Regions from separate parts of the Hordeum vulgare genome. Here region 2 is linked to region 1. A link is a contact called in public Hi-C data. All regions are on one chromosome and are shown on one strand. The core of a region is the stretch at or near the end of the contact, and the rest is flanking DNA. Distances in the headings are between cores, read along the strand shown.

Evidence for each region. A called contact is a pair of places that touch in the nucleus more often than the background predicts.
Region 2: a contact with region 1 is called in a Hi-C map of leaf, with 4 times the contacts expected there. The contact joins the enhancer-like site here to the promoter of LOC123415825 in region 1. A contact is called at or near these places in 5 of 6 Hi-C or Micro-C datasets (leaf and seedling) and 1 of 1 datasets of contacts at active chromatin or transcription factors (embryo).

The regions. Positions count from the first base shown.
Region 1 is chr1H:47,510,406-47,514,757 of MorexV3_pseudomolecules_assembly, forward strand. It overlaps LOC123415825 (homeobox protein knotted-1-like 10), which reads right to left and starts at 2,303. Exons shown (of 5, transcript XM_045106764.1): 1 at 1,533-2,303; 2 at 1,274-1,393; 3 at 1,022-1,163. The coding sequence starts at 1,739.
Region 2 is chr1H:47,742,509-47,746,860 of MorexV3_pseudomolecules_assembly, forward strand. No RefSeq gene overlaps it. Among protein-coding and RNA genes, the nearest start is that of LOC123415825, 230 kb to the left of the region's middle. Within about 2 kb of position 2,178, at least 2 of the 3 cell types and tissues checked have open chromatin away from gene starts, as enhancers often do. A contact at or near this core is called in leaf, where this site is marked.

The DNA of each region.
Region 1 (4,352 bases), core at 1,053-3,552:
ATGTATGGTTAATTATGACAAAACTTGGGAAAATTCTATGTTACAGTTTCGATGGATTTGCAGATGTAGAATGGCTTAAGAAATGATTAGCTCCAAGCAGAAGCAGCTCAGTAGCCTTGTTAATCTTGAATCAGTCAAGTTCTTAAACAAGAGATGAACCTAAAATCCTACCGTCGAAACTGCAATTACAAGATGCTTTTTTTTTTGCGGTTGTACAAGATACTTATTTAGTAGTAGTACCTGTAAGTCTAGCACGCATCTGACAAAATTTCAAGCCCATTATCACTTCAAATGAGATTTCATTAGAAAAATGCACTTACTTAAATTAACAAATTCAACCAAGACACCATATCTAGCTAGCATGAGGAAACAAAAATAAGTTTGTGGGAAATGAGCTAGCCACAGCAAAATTAATCTTCACCTGCCCCCACAGCAACAACAAGAAGAAAAGCTTCACCATTGGGCACCAGTGATTAACCAGCATGCAAGAGCAAGATTCTTTTCTTTTTCCAAAGCCATCCCATCCCATCCCAGCTCTCTCTCAAGTTCCATCACCGGCCCGACCTGCAAAGTCTACATGTAGCAGGCTAGCAGGTAGCAGCTACTACCACCTCACTAGACTCTAGAGAGAGAGAGAGAAGGATCTAGAGAGAGATATAGAGAGAGAAGCATGCATAGCATAGGTAGGCTGAGCTGCAAGGACGATGGAACCTTGGACAAAACCCTACACGAGCACCACCAAAGCTTTACTCTTCCGGCCCCGTCGCCTGACACTCCTGCGCCCCATTTGCATGGACACGATTTGACCTATCAAGAACGCAAACACGCACGCACGCACGCACGCATTCATCATCAAAGCCACATCCACACACAAAGCATCAGACACTTTCACACACATGACACAACACAACAATGGCGAGCGAATCCAAGGCTGCTGCAGAGGGACGCGGCTAGCCGGAGAAAAAAAAATCAAGGCGCGCGATGCAATGCATGGACGATTGCATGTAAATTGTATATATACCGGAGTGCGGCGAGGAGGCGGTGGCGCCGCCGCCGCAGAGGTTAGTGAGCTGCGAGCGGATGGTGGTGAGGAAGGAGGCCGCCTCGTCCAACGGCCGGGACAGCTCCTCCTTGTACCGCGACAGCAGCCGGCAGTACGCCTCCTGCATGCGCGCGCGAGCGGCGTTCGTCATCTCCACATGTAATAACAAGCAAGCTAGAGCCAGCGCGCTAGGATTAGTGGGGCGAGCTGTCTTGAACTGGTTGCACCTACCATGAACTCGTCGAGCTCGGGGTCGAGGCCGATCTCCCCGGCGGCGGCGGCGCCCCCGCCGCGCCTCTCCGGCTGGCCGATCTCCTCCAAGAGCGCGGCCACCTCCGGCGGCGCGCCCACCTGACAAATCAAGAATCAACGTGGCAATTTATTACTGACGACGAGCTGCGGTGAGCGAGCTAGCTAGCTAGCTCTAGCTACTACTAGTAGTAGCGGTCTACAGCATGCAAAATGGAGCTGGAGCTAGACGCGGACGGACCTTGCGGCATTCGATGTACGCGGAGAGGAGGGAGGGGTAGCGGGGGTGCCCGGCGATCTGCGCCTTCATCAGCTCCGTCAGATCCGCCGGCGGCGGGGGCGGGGGAGGAGAGCTGGCCCCGCCGGCGACCCCCGACGCCTCGCTGCAGGCCGCGCCGCCCTCGCCGCCGCGCGAGATCCCCGGGTGGATGCTGTACAGATCCTCCATCGATCTCCTTCTCCCCCCGCGCTCGCCGCTAGCTGCGGCTCACTGCTCACCTAATACTCACCAGGCACAGCGCAGCTACCTCCGCACCCATCTCATCTCCATGTGCACGTACACCAGAACAGATCAAGAACCTCTTACTTGGTCACTACCACCGCCACCACTAGCAGCAGCAGCAGCTGGATTCTGGAGGAAGAAGAGGGGGCGGTTCTTTGTGCGATTCTTGGGGTACGGTATACCTTCCAGGAAGAAGAAGAAGATGAAGAAAAAGGCAAGGCAAGGAAGGGAGCTTGATTACGGGGAAATCAGCAGCCGTCTGCACTGCAGCCTGTGCTGCTTCCGATGCTGCTGCTGGCGCAGAGGAGCAGCAGGGTGGTTGTGATCTCGGCGGTAGCAGCGGGAGACATGGGGGGTGGGCACTGGGCAGGCTTCGGCTTTGGGAGGATGGAGGAGTCAGAGAGATGGAAGCTGCGAGATTGGGAAAAGGGAAGGACGAGCCGCTGCTTGGAGCAATCCACCTTGGTAAAGTTTTATCGTTAGGTGTTTTTTTTTTTCCTCTCTCTCTCTTTTCTGCGCAAAAATAATATGTGCGGGTGTTTTGAGAGTTGAGAGCTGAGCTTTTTTTTCTTTTCTGGAAAAATAGACTTTTCTTGATGATGAGAGAGAGAGAGAAGGGTAGGGGCATAGACTCATAGGGCAATCGATGGGTAGTAGTCGGTTTGCATGGGTGTCCTTGTTGGAGGCTGAAATATGATGGATGCCCTTGCTAGGACTTGTGTAGTTTCACTGTTTTAACCTCAGGCCTCATTCGATTCCAAGGATTTTCGTAGGAAAAAAGGATTTCAGGGAAAATTTTCTATAGGTTCATTCTGTTTGTAAGAAGTGTGTACAGGGATTTCATATAAATATTATTCATTTCTGGTGTCTTTGAAGAAAACTACACATCCACTCAAAACTCAATTGTTCGTACGAACGAGACAAGAGAATCCCTTAGAAAGACAAGTTTCATCCTATCAAATTCTTGTACTATTCTTCATTCCTACGCTTTGGTTTCCTCCAAACCGAATGTTCCCTGAGGAGTGCTATTTTCATTTTAGCAGGTATAGTGTTTCCAGTTTCCAAAGTAAAATTATACGTGCACATGTGCCATTTGTTGTGTCTCTACTCCATGGAACATACTTAATGTTGTAGGATCATCACTTGTTCTTTGATTGCATTGTAGCTAAAAGTATATGGGCTAAAGCGAGTGAGTTCTTTAGTAGGAATCTAGACCAGGATGTTGGGCATGTAGCCTCTTTCTGGGTAGTTGGAAAAAAAGTAGATGCCATTGATGTTATTCGTGCTACTATGCATTGCCATGTGGAAACACATGAATAATATCATTTTTACTAGTGCCTCCTCGATGTCCTTGTATGATTTGGTTGCCCGTTTTAAGGCTAGTTAAGTGAAGGCGTTCTGCCAATGGGTACTTCCGATGATCCAGACTACCGGTGCAGGTGTGCAACCGATCATCTATGGGACCTTTGGCCCCTTTGTGGTTCGGCGGGGAGGTTGTGTGACACAAAGAGCAGAAATTACGAGCAACACGATGATGAGACTCGGACGTTTTATCCAGGTTCGGGCCGCTGTAAAGCCTAAAACCCTACTCCTGCTTTGGTGGATTGATTGAGGAAGATGAAGTTCGCACGGAGTTCTGCCCCGGCAAGGGTTGCCGCGAAGAGCTATCCCGTACGTATAAATACACTTGGTTCTAGCCCCCTGGTGGCCCGAATCTATCAAGTGTCGAATCTCCAAGTGTCTGAATCCTTTGTTAGGTTGCCTTGGACCTCCTTTATAGCTCAAGGGGCATCCACAACGGCAAACAGTCATGGTCAGATAGATAATAGTGTTATCATACCTAACTCTGGCACTTAAGACAAGTGCCATAAATGCGGCCTTAGGTGGCGAGCGGGGGTGCGTTCTCGGCAAGCTCCTGCCACCTATTATATGGTCGTGGCTTAGTGTCTTGACATGCCTCTGGGCATGTGTCAACTGGTCATAATCTGTCTTCCGACGCGCGGCCACGTATTTAGCGAGAGCCACCTAGCCATCTGGGAGCTCGACACCTCATCATAAGTGACTCGTGTAGCGATGAGGTGGAGCGGTGGCAGACTAGCCCACGCTTGCCGAGGAGGCGTCTTGCCGGTTCTTGTCGAGGATGCATATGCCTTCGCCCGTGGTGGGTGCTGGGGGTTCTTGTCATGTCTTGGGATGCTCGTGTAGGTCTTGCCGGCGTCTGGTTCCGGCTCCTTGCTTCGGTTGGTGGTTGCCCTTGAGGGGTTATGCTCTTAACGTCCGTTCAAAAGTCACGGGCACTAGGTACCCCATTACTAGTGCACCGACATGAGCCCCCGGGCCTGGCCCATACGCGCTCGCCCAACGCTATTGGGTTAGGCCCAAAGTTCGTGCACGGGCGTGAAATTGCAAAGGGGTAACCGCCAACCCACTGTTCTACACTGTTCCTGTTGGAAATATGCCCTAGAGGCAATGATAAGTAGTTATTATTATATTTCCTGTTACAAAATAATCGTTTATTATCCATGCTATAATTGTATTGAATGAAAACATAGATACATG
Region 2 (4,352 bases), core at 928-3,427, 230 kb after region 1:
AACGATCTTAACGAGATCGACAATGGAAGCAAAATTAACAGCATTAGACACATGTGGTGTCGAAGCAAAATTTCTTCGAGATCTTTTGATGGACTTACCTGTGGTTGAGAAGCCGGTTCCGGCTATCCTTATGAACCGCGATAATCAGACAATTATTGTCAAAGTGAAGAGTTCAAAGGACAATATGAAGTCCAACAAACATATAAGAATGAGATTGAAGTCTATTAGACGTTTGAGAAACTCCAGAGTGATAGCGTTGGATTACATCCAAACGGCTAAGAATCTGGCAGATCCCTTTATTAAAGGGCTATCACGTGTTGTGATAGATAGTGCATCGAGGGAGATGGGTATGAGACCCACATGAGTTGCCATGGCAGTAACCCAACCTATATGATCGGATATCCCGTGAAGTAGGACCTGGGAAAACAAGCCAGTGGTGAACTGAGGAGAGTAACTTTACTAACCCACTCCGTTGTAGATGTAATGCTCTCGGATACTGTATGGTAGGATGGCTACTGTCTTAATGTGTTCTAAAGCTTATGCGTAAGCAAGATGATGTCCTACAGAGCGATCTTTGGAGGAACACACCTATATGAGCCTGACTGCTGGTCACAGTCTATGAGATTGGGGTGATCTCTAGTAAACTCATGAATAAGCCAGGAGTGTGACTAATATGCTCCACCCGAGGGGTCAGCCTTCAGTAGCCTAGTACTAGTAAGACTTGTGGTGAAGCTTCTTTACGCCAAACTGACAATTCAAGGTATAGTCCATAGTTCAGTTGTAAAGGGGTGTAGCTACTTGTTCTAGGTGAAGCTCAACCTTAACAGGTCTTTACTGAAATGCTAGTATATTAAAACAGTGATTGGAACGAGGGAACACGATGTGCCCTTGAGATCTGGTGGGTGATTGTTGAAATTAGTAGTGGGCCTTAAGCCCATAAGAGAATTTCAGAAATCTCCAAGGGCCCATGTAGGTGGTGGCATGACAAAGTGGTGGTGAGAAGTTTAGTCCCACCCCGCTAGTGGAGGAGAAGTTGGACCCCTTTATAAGGGTCTCTCTTCTACATGCTATTGGAGAGTGAGAAGAGAAGAGGCCCTCGCGCACTCCTCCTCCACCGCCCGCCTCGCCACGCCTCGCACGGCGGGTTGCGGGAATGAGCCGAGCTGAGCTCATACCTATACGCTTATTTTTGTCGGTCAGAAACGGAGAATACGTAATGGATGCGCCACGATCCGAGACGTCGGATCGTGGGTTGTTACCGACTCGGACATCTCTCCACCCGGCCGCCTATATAAGCAGGGCTAACGCCAACCCTAGCCGTCACGAGAATCAGATCACACCTGCTTCACGCGCTCGTTCCTTTGCTGCAGCTGCCACCGGCGACTCCGTCCCGTTCACCGCGTACACGGTCGATGGGAGAGCACGCCTCCGAAACCCCGCATCTCCGGTTCCTGTACGTGATAGGGGCGATTAGATTTTTGGGGAGCGATCACGCGACTGCTCGCCTCCGTCCGTCTACTTCGTCTACGTCCTCGTCATCGCCATGGCTGAACCATCCGAGGCCGATCGTCTCGTCCTTGAAGCTGAGAAGAAGGCGACAGAGGATGCTGCTGCTACGGCTGCGTCCGCCACAAACGCCGCTCCTACGGCCAACTGACCTATTGCAGGGTATGACATATTTATCCCACTCCTGTTCGTTTCAATCCTAGCAATACTACTTGCATGCATAGATGTATCAATTATATGCGTAGTATGTGCTAGATTAGTTCATGATCAGTATGTCATTAGTCTAGTCAATGTCATGCTAGTTATTATCTCGTGGATTAATCTACTCGAAAAATTATCTATTTACTCAACAACTTAATCATTTTAATGAGAAAATAGTTCCGTTTTTAGGGCTCTGAGTAGTTCGGCAAGGTGATTATGATGTTCTAGGTGGCCACACATGGGCAAAGAAGGAAAAATAACCAAACAAGAAAAGGGCAACCCTTATTAAATTCCTTAATACTCCACTAAAGGTGGGAATAGTACATGTGGCACTGTGCACAATTGACAAAGTTTTTCCCTTCCAAGGTCCAACTGTCACCACACATGCAAAGGGGGGCTGTCCTGAGTCCAAGAATGGAGTAACTAAAGCTAAACAGTGTTGTGGACTTGTGGTTCTGGGCTGGCTTGTGAGTCAAGACCTCAAACCAGGGGAGATTATCCAAATAGGGGAAGTTTACATGACTGATGGACATAAATACAGCTTGACTCATCCCTGAGTTGAAAAGGCAGACAAGTTTTTTTGTTGTTGGATGTGAGCTGAAATAGAGTATGGACTGTTGATGAGCCAGGACCACAAACGGTTTTTTCACCCTGGACCACAAACTACCTCCTTGGAAGCCCTAACTGCCTCCTCCTTGCTTCTTGTAGTATATCTTGGAATTTTTGTTTGGTTTCTGGATAGCAACCTCTGGGTATTGCCCATGCACGGCTGCTCTTGCTTTTGGGTGTCTATGTAAACAGTGCCATACGCCCGGCCTGCATATGTGTTTCTGTGATCTTGACAAGGATGGTTTCAAATAGTATTTTACTGAATTATTACAGGGCTATCAGGGGAGCAGTTGTATAATCTTTCTCTCATTGTTTATGTGTGGCACTGGTGTTTTCTGGAGAAAAGGGGAGTGGCTGCCAAAAGAGCCACATGGTGTATTATTGGTCTCACACCCTGCTTTAGCGAGACAAAATCTTCAAGAAAAGGACAGCCACGGGAAAATACTATACAAAGGGGAGCGAAGAGCCTTCCTCTCTAACCGACGACGCAACCCATGTAGATTTCGCTGTAGATTATGTACAGATGACACTGATGCACATCTAAATCATCTGTTCCATACGTGTGGGTCTTGATTTGTTTGTGCTAATTAAGGTTAGGATTATGCTTGGGACGTTGCAATTTCAGAAAACTTGACAAGAACCTCGCATGAAAAGGCCTCAACTACCGCAGCAGATCATGTAGAGGTGGATCTTGAGAAGTTGGGCAGGTGAAGATAGGTTTCAGAGAGAGGAAAAAATGATCGTTTTCTCTTTTCTTTACGTGGTCGTCGTCTCCACCGTCCATGTGATACTAAGAGATGTTACGTCCCCGTCGATGTCCTGCTCCAGCTCCAGTAAGCCTACGCACCTAAACGTCTCGCTTACTAGGAGCCATTAGTATCTCAGATCACTTCGTTGCTCATCTGTCAGTTCGTCAGGTTGATCCAATGTCTTTGATGTCTCCCTGTCCTGTACTAACTCGTCCATGTTTCCGTCTTACCGGAGCAGCTTACACACTGCAATTTGCGGCGAAAAACAGACTCAAAACTTCAAAAATGCTTCGTTTGGAATGCATCCAGTGGTGCGGCGAGAGCCTTATCCGTTTCCTTTTTTTTCGAAATTCACACGGTTCCAATTCTATGGCAAGATCATCTGGCTTGCACAAGTTGGAACTTGTGGCCTGACAAGTGGAGTGATTTTTTTAAGCCCGGTAAGGTTTAGAAAAGAAGGGTTAGCAGCTTGGAGCTATAAGACAATCAAAACCACAAACCTGACAAGTGGTGTATTGATATAAGAGGGATTTGGATTTTGTAAACCACTGCATCCAGTGATACAGTGAGAGTGTTAGTATCCTTTTTTTATCTTCTTTGTTCTTGTCAAATTTCCTGTACGACTAGTAGTTCCCAATCTATGGCAAGATCACGTGGCTTTTGGAAGTTGGAACTTGCGTAACCTGGCAAGTAGTAATTTTTAAAGCCCGGTCTATGATTGAGAAAGGCAGGGTTAACAGAGGAGCCAAGACAAACAAAAGCATAATCTTCTCCTTTTGGAATCTCTGCATTTTCCTCATCATGCATTTTCATTGGTATGAGGGTGAATTTATAATGCCCATCTTAAAGTCCCAAGAAGGCCTAGAGATGTGCATTATGCCCTAAACTATTATTAAACCAACAGGATGTCAGAATGCCATACACACATTCAAAGAGGTCAATCACTGTATGTGGCACATTTTGATGGCACAACTCCACATGTTTGATCTATGGACCAGAAACTTCTTGCAGAGATTTGGGTAGTACTCCCTCCCTAAACTAATATAAGAACATTTAAAACACTACTTTAGTTATCTAAACGTTCTTATATTAGTTTACAGAGGAAGTAGAAAACAAATACCATGTCACAGAGCTGGTAGTACAACATTTTACTTTTTTGCAAGAGTCTGTTTTAGCCAACGGCTGCATTTTCAGGGATTGCTATCCAAAAAGAGTTGGTCAAAATCAGGTTCAGTGGATAATATTTCAGAGATCAGGAGATGATGAAATAAATATAGCCTAGTTGAG